2 separate regions of the Pan troglodytes genome follow, and region 1 is linked to region 2. A link is a contact called in public HiChIP or PLAC-seq data. All regions are on one chromosome and are shown on one strand. Each heading gives the region's core, a stretch centred on a gene start, on an enhancer-like site or on the middle of the called end of the contact. The rest is flanking DNA. Distances are from core to core; before and after follow the strand shown. Region 1 holds the start of TSPAN19 (tetraspanin 19). Region 2 holds the start of SLC6A15 (solute carrier family 6 member 15).

What was found. HiChIP or PLAC-seq counts read pairs in DNA pulled down with a chosen protein or histone mark.
Region 1: an H3K4me3 HiChIP or PLAC-seq map of stem cell-derived excitatory neurons shows a contact between it and region 2, with 2.7 times the contacts expected there. The contact joins the promoter of TSPAN19 here to the promoter of SLC6A15 in region 2. A contact is called at or near these places in 1 of 7 Hi-C or Micro-C datasets (stem cell-derived neural progenitor cells) and 1 of 1 datasets of contacts at active chromatin or transcription factors (stem cell-derived excitatory neurons).

Annotation. Positions count from the first base shown.
Region 1 is chr10:91,843,656-91,850,138 of NHGRI_mPanTro3-v2.0_pri, forward strand. It overlaps TSPAN19 (tetraspanin 19), which reads right to left and starts at 5,112. Exons shown (of 9, transcript XM_016923933.3): 1 at 5,039-5,112. It overlaps LRRIQ1 (leucine rich repeats and IQ motif containing 1), which reads left to right and starts at 5,137. Exons shown (of 25, transcript XM_016923931.4): 1 at 5,137-5,242.
Region 2 is chr10:91,721,644-91,727,906 of NHGRI_mPanTro3-v2.0_pri, forward strand. It overlaps SLC6A15 (solute carrier family 6 member 15), which reads right to left and starts at 4,210. Exons shown (of 12, transcript XM_016923927.3): 1 at 3,902-4,210. It overlaps LOC107967592 (a long non-coding RNA gene), which reads left to right and starts at 4,234. Exons shown (of 6, transcript XR_010148093.1): 1 at 4,234-4,283; 2 at 6,138-6,243.

The sequences.
Region 1 (6,483 bases), core at 3,862-6,361, 120 kb after region 2:
CTACAGGTTATATCTTCTACCTATGCTTTGAATTCTCTTGCTGTCATTTGGTTTTTCTACTTTCCATCCTATTGTCTTATTCTTTAATTCCTCTAATGCCTGGCATGTTTTGATGGAACACTCAGTTGGAAAGACTGCATGATTTTTATTTCAGTTTATTTCAAAGATGCTATAAATCTACATTTTTGGTTCCAATTCCATTTACTACCACATGTGAAAAGCTCTCTCACAGCCTGAACGAGAAGATAGGCACAAGGTCTTGGCCCCTGTCTGTGAACAAGAAAGAGAATGGATACTAATGAACCAGAAAGCTCTGTAGTAACTCTGATGTGAAATGTTGAAGGCATGGACTTGAGTGTTGATGTGGTAATAATTAGCATGTTAGGCAGGGTCAAGCTGCAGTACTTTATCAAAGGACCCAAATATAGAAATAAACTTTTATTTATCTCAGTTCAAAGTAGGTGATTGGTTCACTTCTAGAAAATCATGTTAGAAACTTGGAGCTAACTCTGGCCTGTTCAACATGTGGCTTCCAAATTGGCTCCAGGTGCCATCTTTTATACCTAACAGAAAGGGAAGGGGATGAGTAAACTCAGGCAGGCATCTTTTAAGCAAGTGAGGTTGAAGTTGTACACTTCTCTTCTGTTTAGAGTCCACCAGCACAGACTTGGTCCCACAGCAATACTCAGCTCCAGTTGAAAGCAACCATGTACCCAGGATGAAGAAAAGAAAATAGGGTGGTGAGGGCCAAACAAAATGCCCACTGGTCAGAAAAGGCCAATTACAGAAGATAATTAGAAAAAAAAGAGAGCTTGCATTAAGCTTTAATATGCTTTACTGTGGAAAAGAATCAAAGACAATCAGAAAGATTCATGTAGGATGGGAAAATAAAAGAATAATGGTAATCACTGGAAATTTAAAATTCCAGGAAAATGGTTTAGAAGAAAAATTCATAAATTCAATATTTCATGATTGAATTTGAATTGGTAAAGGATATCTGTGGGTTATGTCTCATAAGGACTATAAATGGAGTGCAGATAAATGGGTAGCATAGGCTGTACAGACTTGAAAGTCATTCATAGAGAACCAGTGTCATGGGTGTGAATGAAAGAGAAGAGGGACTGTCTATAGATGGAAATGGGCAGAGGTTTGATGGTAGAGAATGAAATGATACAATTAAGAATTTGGAATTTTTAAAGCTGACTTTTACAGACTGAGAAGACAATCAAGGCATGATCTCATGGAAACCAATAGAGAAAGACATTTCTAGATCATGGTGTCATATCATGGTGTTACATGGTATAGAAGTCAAAAGGGGTGAGAACTTAGTAAGCGCAAATGTAGGCAACGTGGTAAGGAAGATGTTTATGGTAATTTCAAAACTGTGGTTCAAGGTTACAAAGTTAAAACACAACAAACTGTGCATCCAAGCAACGATTCAAAGAAGCCCATGACTATGTTTACAAAGAATGGTAAAATGAGATGTTAATGTGTTGGCTTTTTCAGCCATAAGCTCCACATACTGGAAACAACGTCAATGAGAACAATGACGTGCCAACACAAAGATACACAGTAAGTTAAGTGTAGTTCTTATTTAAATATTTGTAGTGTGAAAGATCTACATTTTCTTTTGCTATAAACAAAGAATTTGTTTCTAACTTAATTAAATAAGGTCCCGGTGTGGCATTTATTTTGTTCAGTTCCTGATTAGTTAATTGATGTTGAAAGCTCAACAGCAGAGATGCTATAGGAATGGACAACTTACAATAATTAATCTATTCATAGGTATTATTTTGCACTAGTTTAATAAACTCTAATTGCTTCTTGTTATTGTTTTTATATTCTAAGTTCCAAGAGATGGGAACACACAAATGAACAAGTAAGAGAACGTCAAGGAGTCAAATATTAAAACCTGTGGCTGACTCTGAATTATGTGTTGAGGTGGGGACAGGAAATAAAGGAAACAGGAAAGTTTCATAGAGAAGATGATTTTGAGATGATTCTTGAAGGAAGATTAAGAAGGTCCTAGTTAGATAAAAATGGGAGAGAGATAGGAAATATTCAAGACAGAGGGAACACTATGCTCAGAAGCTTTACAATGAGGTGTAAGGAGGCATGGATCAGAGTGGCAAGAGATGAAAGATAAGCTAAAGAAGCAGACTTCGTAAAGATTGTGACAAATCTTATATGCTTTACTAAAGATTTTTTTTTCCTGAAGGTAATAGGGAGTCATAATTCTGGCCTCAATGTGGAAGCCAAATTAGAAAAGACACTTAAGATAGGGGGATAATTTATAAATGGCTGTGGGAATGGAAACAGTATCACAATATGAGAGATGTAGTAGGAAGTAGAATTGCCAGCATTGGGATAACCAAAGAATCAAAGATGGAATGTAGTCTGTAGAAATGATGTAATTAAACTTTGAACATTATCTCATATTCTACATTGTCTCATTTAAATTGATTCCCTTTATCATCGATATTTTGCAAATGCTATTATCCCCAATATCATCAATGAGGAGAGAAAGACTCAGCAAGGCAAAATTACTTGCCAAAGGTCACTTAGTTAATAAATGGCAGAGATGAGATTTAACTCCATAGATATAAACCACCCTCTCAATAACTTTCCCTAGCGCCAGTGTCATCATCTGTAAATGCAGATTGTAATAGTACACGCCTCAAAGAGATGTTGTGAAAATTAGATGAGATTATGTTTGTAAAGCTCTTAGCCCAGTGCCTGGCTAGATGTTAGTTATCTCGTTATATCATAAGGCTAGAATCTCGTTATATCATATCTCAGTATAGAAATATTAAGATTATACAAGAGTCATGCATGTGAGAATGGGGAATGGGATGGAAACTGTGGGAAAGTCATAAATTCTCATTTTTCTGTGAAGTGGTTGGTCATGACAGCAGCTTGGAGGGAGCACAAAGAGAGTTAGAGAATCTGAAGGCTTGAGACACACTTTAAGTGGAACAAGAGAATGAGAGGCCTAAGAATACAATATGTGGTACTATGAGCTACATAGTAAATTACTTTTACTCAATAATTACCGTGCCTCAAGAAAATGAAACAAAGAAATACCTGCTATGAAACTATTTTGAACACAACAATGATATTATGGGATATTTAAATTATATCACTGCCATATGAAGAATAAAGCAGTTGTTGAAAAATGCTCTTAAACTAAAATGATTTCACTACAACACATTTTCAAAGGAATATTAGTCTTGTCAGATAACAAAGAACAAACAGTTATCTCTCATTCTTTCATTCTCTCAATAAATATTTATTATGTACTCTCTAAAGGAAATATGCATTGTTAAGCCAATATGCTATAAATCAACCACACCTACAAATTGTTTTTAAAATTTAAATGAAATGAAGTTAACATGTTCAAAAGAAACAAAAGTCTACTCAGTCATAGGCAAACCAACATACTCAATCTGAAGTTACCGTTTCTAGGAATAATGCAATTAAAATGGACTTCTGCTAAATACTACATGGTTGATAAACAACAGTGTCAAGTTAAATTTACTTATAATCTACAAATGTATTAGATAACTGCTGCCTTTTATTTTTGATTAGTAATATTCTAGCGAAATTATGACTAATTGATAAAGTTGTCCTTTCTTCCAAAGTAAAAAATCGCATGACAATATAGGAGATCTATCACCATGAATTAATTTATCTTCAGAAAATCTTTCAGTGTTTTTCTTTTTTGCTGTCAATATTTGACAAAGTAAGCTTTGAGAAGGAAAGGAACTAAGGCATTATTTCCAAAATTATTTGATTATGAAAACTAGTTATTCAAAATTAATTTTGAAATTATTAAAGGATTTATAAATTTTAGAAGTCTGGATAGTTTCACAATCAAAAATAAAACTAATCTTAAGATTCTTACATGTGAACTTCAACACAATATGAAAGTCTATTTTAAATGAAGAGTTTGAGGTTCGAACACAGTAGCTCATACCTATAATCCCAGTGCTTTGGGAGGCCAAGGCGGGAGGATTACTTGAGTACAAGAGTTGGAGGCTACAGTGAGCAATAATTGTACCACTGCACTCCAGCCTGGGCAACAGAGGGAGACCCTGTCTCTAAAAAAACAATAAAAAATAGATAATTTCAATAGTCTATAAATCAGCAATAAAACCAAACTTAAAAAAAAGAACAAATTCCATTTGAGCATGGACTTTGATAATGAAAATACTCTGAATTTAATTAGACCTGAAACCAAGTGTAGTTTATTTTTTAAAATCATCTTTCCTGAAAAGGAAACTAACATGTGTGCTTTTAATATGAGAAATCTATTAACGTCTCACTTTATATTATTAGTTCTTATGTTGATGCAATTCAAGTTTATTGTTACCAGGAAATGTAGTCTATTTTTTTTTCCAGAGGCTCAATGAAATATTTGCTTTTAGCTTATTTTATAGCAGATACCTTTTACAATTATGGCTACTTCCTTTTAGAATTTAATGCCTTATTTGCAAACTTTAAAAGAAAATTAAAGTAAAAAATGTTATTAATTAAAATATTATTTTGTACCCTATGTATTTGCTCCACAAAAAACTTAATAAATTAAGTTAAAATTAAATAGCATGACATAAACTTAGAAATTAAGGTTTTATATTGAAATACTGTGTGACAATATTTTTACAGTAAAATAACTCCAGAAAATAATTTTTCAAATTTCTCACCCACATCCCTTCAGTTAGAGGTTTTTGATGGGCATTGATTGATGATTTTTTTCTTTTTTCTTTTCTTTTCTTTTTTAAAAAACTGTTGTCATGGAAGGCAAACAACTTATTGACTTCTCTTCCATACTTCTAGGTCCCACAAATCACTGTTCAGGATTAAGGGTTTGTGGAATGAACACCTTATACATGGTCAAATCACCAGATGGAAATATAAATATATGTAGCTCAGAAACAATTTAAACAATTTAAAAGTGAGATTACATCTACTTGGGTAATTATAACAAAATTTCATTTTATTAAGTATTTTCCAAAGTTACTTAAATATTAAAATCTACCTGTAAAAAACCGTAAGCTCCTCATCCAGTCCCTGAAATGCTGCGTTCGTTTCAATTTAGAATCGAGATTGTTTGTCCTTCTAGAGCACCTGTAGGGAAAAACCGGTCTCTCTTCCTTGTGATTGGCCGTTGCCATGGATACGCTTTGTGTAGCGGCTATGGGCGCTGTCTTACAACAAAGCCAAGGAATCTCGCTGCTGAGGGGTGAGCCGGGGCCTTAAGGCTGGGATTCCTGTTGAGGGAGGTGAACAGCTGTGGGAGCTCAGGCCGAGCCGGGACTCTCTCTGCCTGGCCAGACTTCCAGGAAAGGGAGAGACCGCGGGTCGGGGGATGGCTGTGCGACTCTGCGAAGCTCGAGGCTCCCTTCCACCCTGGAGATTTCGAGAACTCATTCAACACTTAACGAGATGTCTTGGCTATGTAGGGATCATTCGATGGTTACTCACTCACCGCTCCCCACAAACCAATTGACATTATTTTCCTTCCTTCCTTCCCTTCTTGTCGCCCTCCTTTGCACCCTTTCCTTTTCTGTCTCTGTTTCTTTTTTTTTTTTTTTTTGGTAATATATAATTTATATGAACCTTATAAAGTAGATTTCTCTCCCCTTTCTTTACAGGGGTTGAAGGGGGAGTTCCTTAAGCTTTTCTACTTTTGACAGCTTTAGTGAACTCCAAGTGATTCGTTATCAACTTAGAGGACTTTAATGTAGCCCATTTACAGTGAGACCCATCCGTGACTGCACGTCATATACAGTAACCACTAACTGCAGGTGGCTACTGAGGACTTGAAATGCAGCTAATCCTAACTGAGATGTGCTGCAGGTGTAAAACACACAACAGATTTCTAAGAATTACTGTCCAAAGAAAGAATATAAACTCTTTGCAATGATATTAATAATTAATTTTGTTATTACACGTTGAAATATTTTGGATATATTGGGTTAAATAAAATATATTATAAAAATTAATTGCACTTGATTCTCTTTTGTTTTTAAAACGTTGCTAATAGAAAATTTAAACTTGCGTAAGTGCTCAAATATGTAATTGGACAGGGGTGATCTAATGAGCCAGTAGATGAACAGAGAAAGTCATGTAAAGGAAATGACACTTACCTCCACCATACTCTCCTGCCTCTCTTTCTATATAAAGTTTAGTATACCCGTGCATTTTGCTTTGTAGGCATAAAAAAAAAATCTAGCTTTCCTTCTAATAAAGCTTTTTACATGCACTTTGAGTTCCATTACAGGATAATATTTTGCCCTGGTTCTGTCTGGAGTTCCATTTCACTTTGTTTTTCTTTTCTTTTCTTTCTTTTCCTTTTTTTTATTTTATTTTTGAGTGAGTGAGTGAGGGTGGAAGTTATGGGTAGAACTGATTTTGAGATGATTGAGTAGAGTGAAAGGAGGAATTAACAAAAGGGAAAGAGGATGGAAAGAAGGAATGAAG
Region 2 (6,263 bases), core at 2,960-5,459:
ACATATATATCTTCCTACCCTTTCTCCCTAGAATATACTGTACCATCTGTACCTCCCAATAAGTAACCAAAATCTTCAATAAATATTTTCTGTATATTCAAGCATATATATATGTGTGTATACACACTTAAACACTCTATATATATTCAAGCTAATATGTGTTTTCTCCCCACCAGCCCCCAATCTGCTTCTTTTTATACAACTATTACTATGTGCATAATTCTACCTCTTAGTTTTTCACTCAAATAAATTCTTCAAAACTCTTGATCTCAATGTAATAGCTTCATTTAAAAAACTTCTGTATGATGTTCCTTGGTATAGGTATACCATATATTTAGATCATCACTGATAATTTGCTACTACAATGTTCCAACAAATTATTTTGTATATCTTGCATCTCCATATCTGTAGAATAAATTCCTAGAACTGGAACAGCTTGATCAAAAGGTACAAGCTTTTATAATTTTGATAAATATTACCAAATAGCCCTTGATAAAAATTGTGTCCATTTGCACTATCACCAGCAATGCATGAGAGTGCCCACTTTCTTCTACCGTCTTCTGTATAACAAATAATCTCTTTGATCTTTGCCAATCTGATAGGTGAAAAAGTTCCCAAAGTATGCATTCTATTTAAAAATAAAAGTCAATTAATCTTATATGAAAAGATACCTTAGCACATTAATGACAAGGAAATAAAGTGACCTTCAAGGCTGAACACAACTTACAGCTCTGCCCTGTGTCAAGTGATACTATGCATTTGAAATTGCCCTATATCCCAGTTTATTTTTAGGGCTTGTTGTTCACAGAAAAAGAGATGATCATTACTGGTCAAAGTTAATATTTAAGCAGATAAATACATCAAAAATTGTTTAGTAAAGACAGCCAGAAGAGTGGTATGATAAGCAAAGTGGAAATAAATCTAATGATTCCTGCTATGTAACCTTGAATGTTGTTCATGCATCCAACTATGCCTGTAGATTTTTATTAATACTATCTGCTGAGAAAACCATTTCAAAATCTACTCTGCACAGCTGCATAAGAATATACTAATATATTCTATCATGCATATGTATGTAGTAATAAAGAATTAACATACTCTTCCACAAGGTGAGAGGTCCATTGAGAAGTGAAAGAAAAGTTTTTAGGAGATTTTGATAGCCACCAAGCTCTCTTTTGGGTCTGCTATTCTAAGTCAATGATTCAATTGCCTAGATGATATAATCCCAGAGTTAAAAAGAATGCAAATATCTTACCTATTCATATACAAATTATATTTTATGACAAGAGAAGCATATTTACAATTTCAACTATGATCACTGGGTAAGGTAATAACTATGAATATGGACTTTAGAGTTTAGTAACTATTCTGACTTATTTTAAATGTTTCAGTAGGTGAAAAGGAAGGCATCTCATCTGATTATTGGCATCTCTCATAACTGTTATCCAGTTTTAAGATTCTGCATTATTTCATATTTATTCAGTGATAGAGTACTGATCTCCTAGAAACATATAAAAATACCTTTCTTAATTCGATTAAAATACTACATCTTGAGTTAACTACATTAGAATTATAAAATAAGTTTTCAATCAACTATATAATGTGCAATCAGAAAAAAGAAAAGCTTATCAACAGTAAAATATTATCTTTCTTTAAAAATCCTATTAATTCCTGTCATCCTAAAAAAAAACACAAACTGAAAGCTTTATTTAGAGAAAAATGGTTAATAAATTCCATTTTAAATTTGTTGGGATATGTTTTACTACAACAAATACACATGGATCATTGATGATTCCATAGAAAAGGCAACAACACATAAAAATAAAATCGCCTGATTTGATGGTCAAATATCTTGAATTTAATATGAGAGAAAAAAATACATACTGTTTGTTAGTCCAAACTGCACCATGTTGTAAGCTCCCTGCTATTTTGCAGACCTTGGTGAAAGCGAAACATTTCACAGGGGTTCGAGCTGTGAGAAACATCCCGTCTAACCAACTGACCACGAGTTGGACAAAGGCCCAACTAAAGAGACATCCCTATCATATCTTGCTGGACAAAGGTCCAAGGAACACCCTGAACACCAGAACGACATCGCGCCGGAACAAGAGCCAGAACCGCCTCTTCATGGAAGCATCTTATTAATATCCCGCGGAGCAGCAAGCCATACTGCTCAGACCCCTTCTGCCCATACCTATAAATTGCTCCAGCCTGTAAGCGGCTGCGGGCTCCCGCATTAGGCTGGTCCTCCACTTCTATAGGTTTTATGCTGGACAGAGCCGCCCTCTTCGTGTGTGTGTGTGTGTGTGTGTGTGTGTGTGTGTGTGTGTGTGTGTTTCTTTAACCCTTCCCTTCAAAACCTAACACTGTTCAAAGAAGATTTAGTCCATCATTAAGTGTTTATTAAGAACGTACAAGTCAAGCCCGCTACTGGGCACCTAAGACATAAATAGGTCTGTGTTTCAGCAATGATATTGCAGAAATGAGGTTGGGTGGGTGAGGGGCTTGTTGGGGTTGTGTCTGCAGATAATAACTCCTCAAAACAAACACTTTGTTGCTGGCATCGCGGAAAAGCAATCAGGCATTGACAGGTAGAAAATAGCTTTTACAGCATGGGCGATGAGGAGCCCCAGAGCAGCATATAAAGCAAATCCTTCATTTCTCCCATACGTCTTAAGTAGTGAACCGCAAGGATGGTGCAGACTAAGATTGGGTCTACCTATAAGATCTGGAGGGGAAAACGGCAAGACCAGAAGAAACCGTCGCAGACTCATTTGCATAAGCACCCAAACACTGCTTACGTCACTGCGCCGGAGTCCGGACCCCGCCCCGTCTTACTCCAGCCTTTCCCAGCTAGCGAGGAGGATGGAAAGGGAAAGCGGGACGCTGGAGAGCGCGAGCCTGGGGGCTTTGCTTCCTAAAACGTACATCAAAAGCTGCTTCTCAGCTCAGGAAAAATAATTCCCGTTCCCGCAGCCTGTGCCACTGGGTGGGTCATGCCTGTTCCCGAACGCCTCGGGAGTCTTGATTCATTCTTATGTATCCGATTGGTGCGCTACGTTAGAGTGCAAGGTTTTCCCTGTACTCAATACCATCTTCTTCCCAGTCACACACAGACCAGCCTAGTGAAAGAAAGGTAGAAACGATCTGGGTTTCTAACTGCTTCCCATCTTCTTACAGTCCCAGCAGCACCACCCTCACCGCCACACTCTCAAATTCCAGGATGCGCAGAAACACAGGAGCCGTGATTTCTCCAGCAGCCACGTGCCTTTCGTACGGCGAAAGGCCCCCTTTCGGGCCATTTATCACAGGATACCTCAAGCAAAAGGGAACTGTGGTCACGTGAAAACACTCTGTCCTCGGTAGTCGCCTTCTGCCTTTGCTAAAGCGAACGGAAGCGAATGAGGAATAAAGCTCTCTGCTCTCCCCGCCCCATCGCCCACCTGCACGAGGTTTAGCTTCCAATTCACCTCGCGTCTCTCTCTGCCCCAACCCTCCCAACTTCCCTCTTGGACTTTCCCGTGTTGGACCCCACCCTTCAACCAACCCCGACTTGGCTTGGAAACGAGTAGGTCTCTGGGGATGCTGTGGGCAATTTCCACGACGGGAAGAAAGGATGGCGGCACGTTTCAACCCATGTGCTTCCCCTTACATGTGCAGCCTGTCGCCCCCCACCCTGATTGTACAGAGATGCAGAGTTAGAAGGTTGCCCGCCCAGCCCAGCTTCTCCCTCCCAGGGCTTTTGAGCTGCCCTCCCTCCTTCCACCACAGGACGCAGCGAGTCCTTCCCGGCATCCATCCATCAATTCGTTCCCGGTGCTGGTGCCCAGGCTCCTGGGTGGCTAATGGCGAGCCCCACCTCACCCCCAGTTGTGCCCTTAGCGTAGGCCCTTGCCATTACCGTCAGTGTGTCTTGACCAAGCGCCTCTTGCTGCTTCCACGTCCGGGCAGCAGCAGCAGCAGTCGCGAAAGGGTAGGGTCCAGGTGGCTGTGACGGAGGCCGAAGAGGAGCTGTTGGCAGAGAAGCAGCTTCTTGCCTAGGTTGGGACCCGGAGCTGGGTTTTGGGGGTCGCCGCCCTGCAGGCTGGCAAGGAGAGACTCGTGAGCGCCTGTGTGTCTGCCAGGGAAACAGCACGGGATACAGGCGCGCGGGTGCGGGTGCGCGTGTACATGCGTATGTGTGTGTGCGCGCGCGCGTGTGTGTATGTGTGAGGGTGTGACGGAGGCGCCCACGTGCTCGGCCCGCCCGTGTTACGGCCGCCTACCGGCTGCAGAGGAGAAGGGTAGGCTGTGGGCGGCGGCGGGGCGCGGAGGGGTAGCCAGGAGCGCAGGCTGGGCTCCGCACCTCCCTGCCCCAAAACCCAATGATGCAGCGGCCACTGCGGCTGCCGAGCGGCGTCTTCCCAGAGCCCGGGGCTGTGCCCGCCCGAGGCAGGATGCAACTGAGGAAGCCCGCTCCAAAGCAAAACAAAACAAATTCCTCCAGCCATCCCGTCTTTCTCCAACCCATTCAAGCGGAAGAATGGACACCAGTTACCCGCCGCTGACTTTTGTCTCAGTGAGAATAATAATAGGCATGGTGCTACCTGGCGCCATCTGAATATTCTCAAAGAGTCAGTAATGGGACTAGAAAAAATGGGTGACCCAAAGAACCCTTTTCCCTACCTATCCCCCCAAGCAGGCCATTTACATCTCTTGCGAAAGAAAAAGCCTCTGGGCATTGGCTCCTCCGTCAGGCGATGGCCTCATAGCGCTCAGTGATTCTCGCCAGGTTATGAAAGGCCGTTTTAGAAAGCTGGCCCTCACCCACCCTGTGTTGGTGCCTCAGCAGCAGACTTTTTTCCAAGGGGTCTCATTACAAGATGAAGCCTGACTTACCTCTGCTAACAATCGAGGCATGCTCGTAATTAAGCCACGTGGAGAATTCCTAAAATATACACCTCTGAACACAAAGCTTAGCCTCCTTTTGAAAATGGCTGAACCGTCCCCTAAACAGTGCATATGCTCTAAGGATGAAATTTTCCGTCCTTGAAACGTTCAAAATTTGAAAGAAATACAAAATGAACCTAGAACCTAGGTAGAAAGGTTCAGTAACTTAGCAAAGTACATTTTTCACTTGCAGATTATTAATATTACTCTTTAAAAATACTTTTGTGCACTTTTAGGCCTTTTAACAATCCCTTAGATTTTTACGGTTCGTATCCAATTAAGATTGAATTAAATTAAAAAGGCCATTGCAAACAGGTTTTTCATGCAGTGAAAAATCTCTTGGAAAGAAATCACAAGACCTAAATTTCAGGTCAGAACATTGCTACTAATCCTTAGCTTTTAAAACAGCCAAGAGAGCTTTTTCTCAGCCTCTCTTCCAATCCCAACTTTGAAAAATTAAAAGTTAAGAAATTAAATTAGATTTGATTCCCTGATACCCCTCCCCTGCCATGAGTAAATAAATGCTCTTTGATAGATGCACCGCGTGAAAAAATAAAAACAGTCAAAATAAACCTTTTATAGGACTTTTTTTGCTTTTTACTTCACATTTTGGTGACAGGCAAATATTTAATGTTGATATATAAAGAAACTGAAATACAGTACCAACATTATCAGTAACAACTGAGAAAATTTTAGGAAAATAAGGAGAGCTGTGTCCACCATGATCAGGATTAGGATTATCTGTGGGAAACAAAGTTATCCATATGCTGGCAGAAATCGTTTACGGTAGTACCAAGAAGTACGAAAATTATTTCTCTCCCACGCTTTTTCACTAGTGTCTGATACCTAATTCCAATACATATGCATAGGTCACAAAATATTTGTAGTGCGATGCCCTCCATAATGACTGATACTAATTTATGTCTCAATGCCAATGAAGAGAAGTAGGAGAAAGCAACTATTGTTTTAAGCTTCCCTCTAAGTACCTGGGGCTTAATAATATCTTATTTAATCCTCTCAACTAATTAATGAGGTGATTTTTCCTAATTTAGAGATTAGAGAGAGGTGATACTCAAAAAAAAATTGCAAAAAGTCAGAAAACTTGTTCAATGACAGAATGGAGAAATAAATTCAGATCTGCTGGCCTCAAACTTCATGTGCTTTTATACTATCCTGTAACCCTTTAACAAATTATATATTTTTAACAGGAGGAAAGGGTGGAATCTCAACACAAGTGGTAGGCATCTTTGAAAACAATAAATAGATGAAGAATGGAGAGACCTCAAAAGGAGAGTCTGGGAACCCTAGCCAAAGGTAAAATGTATTCATTTTTA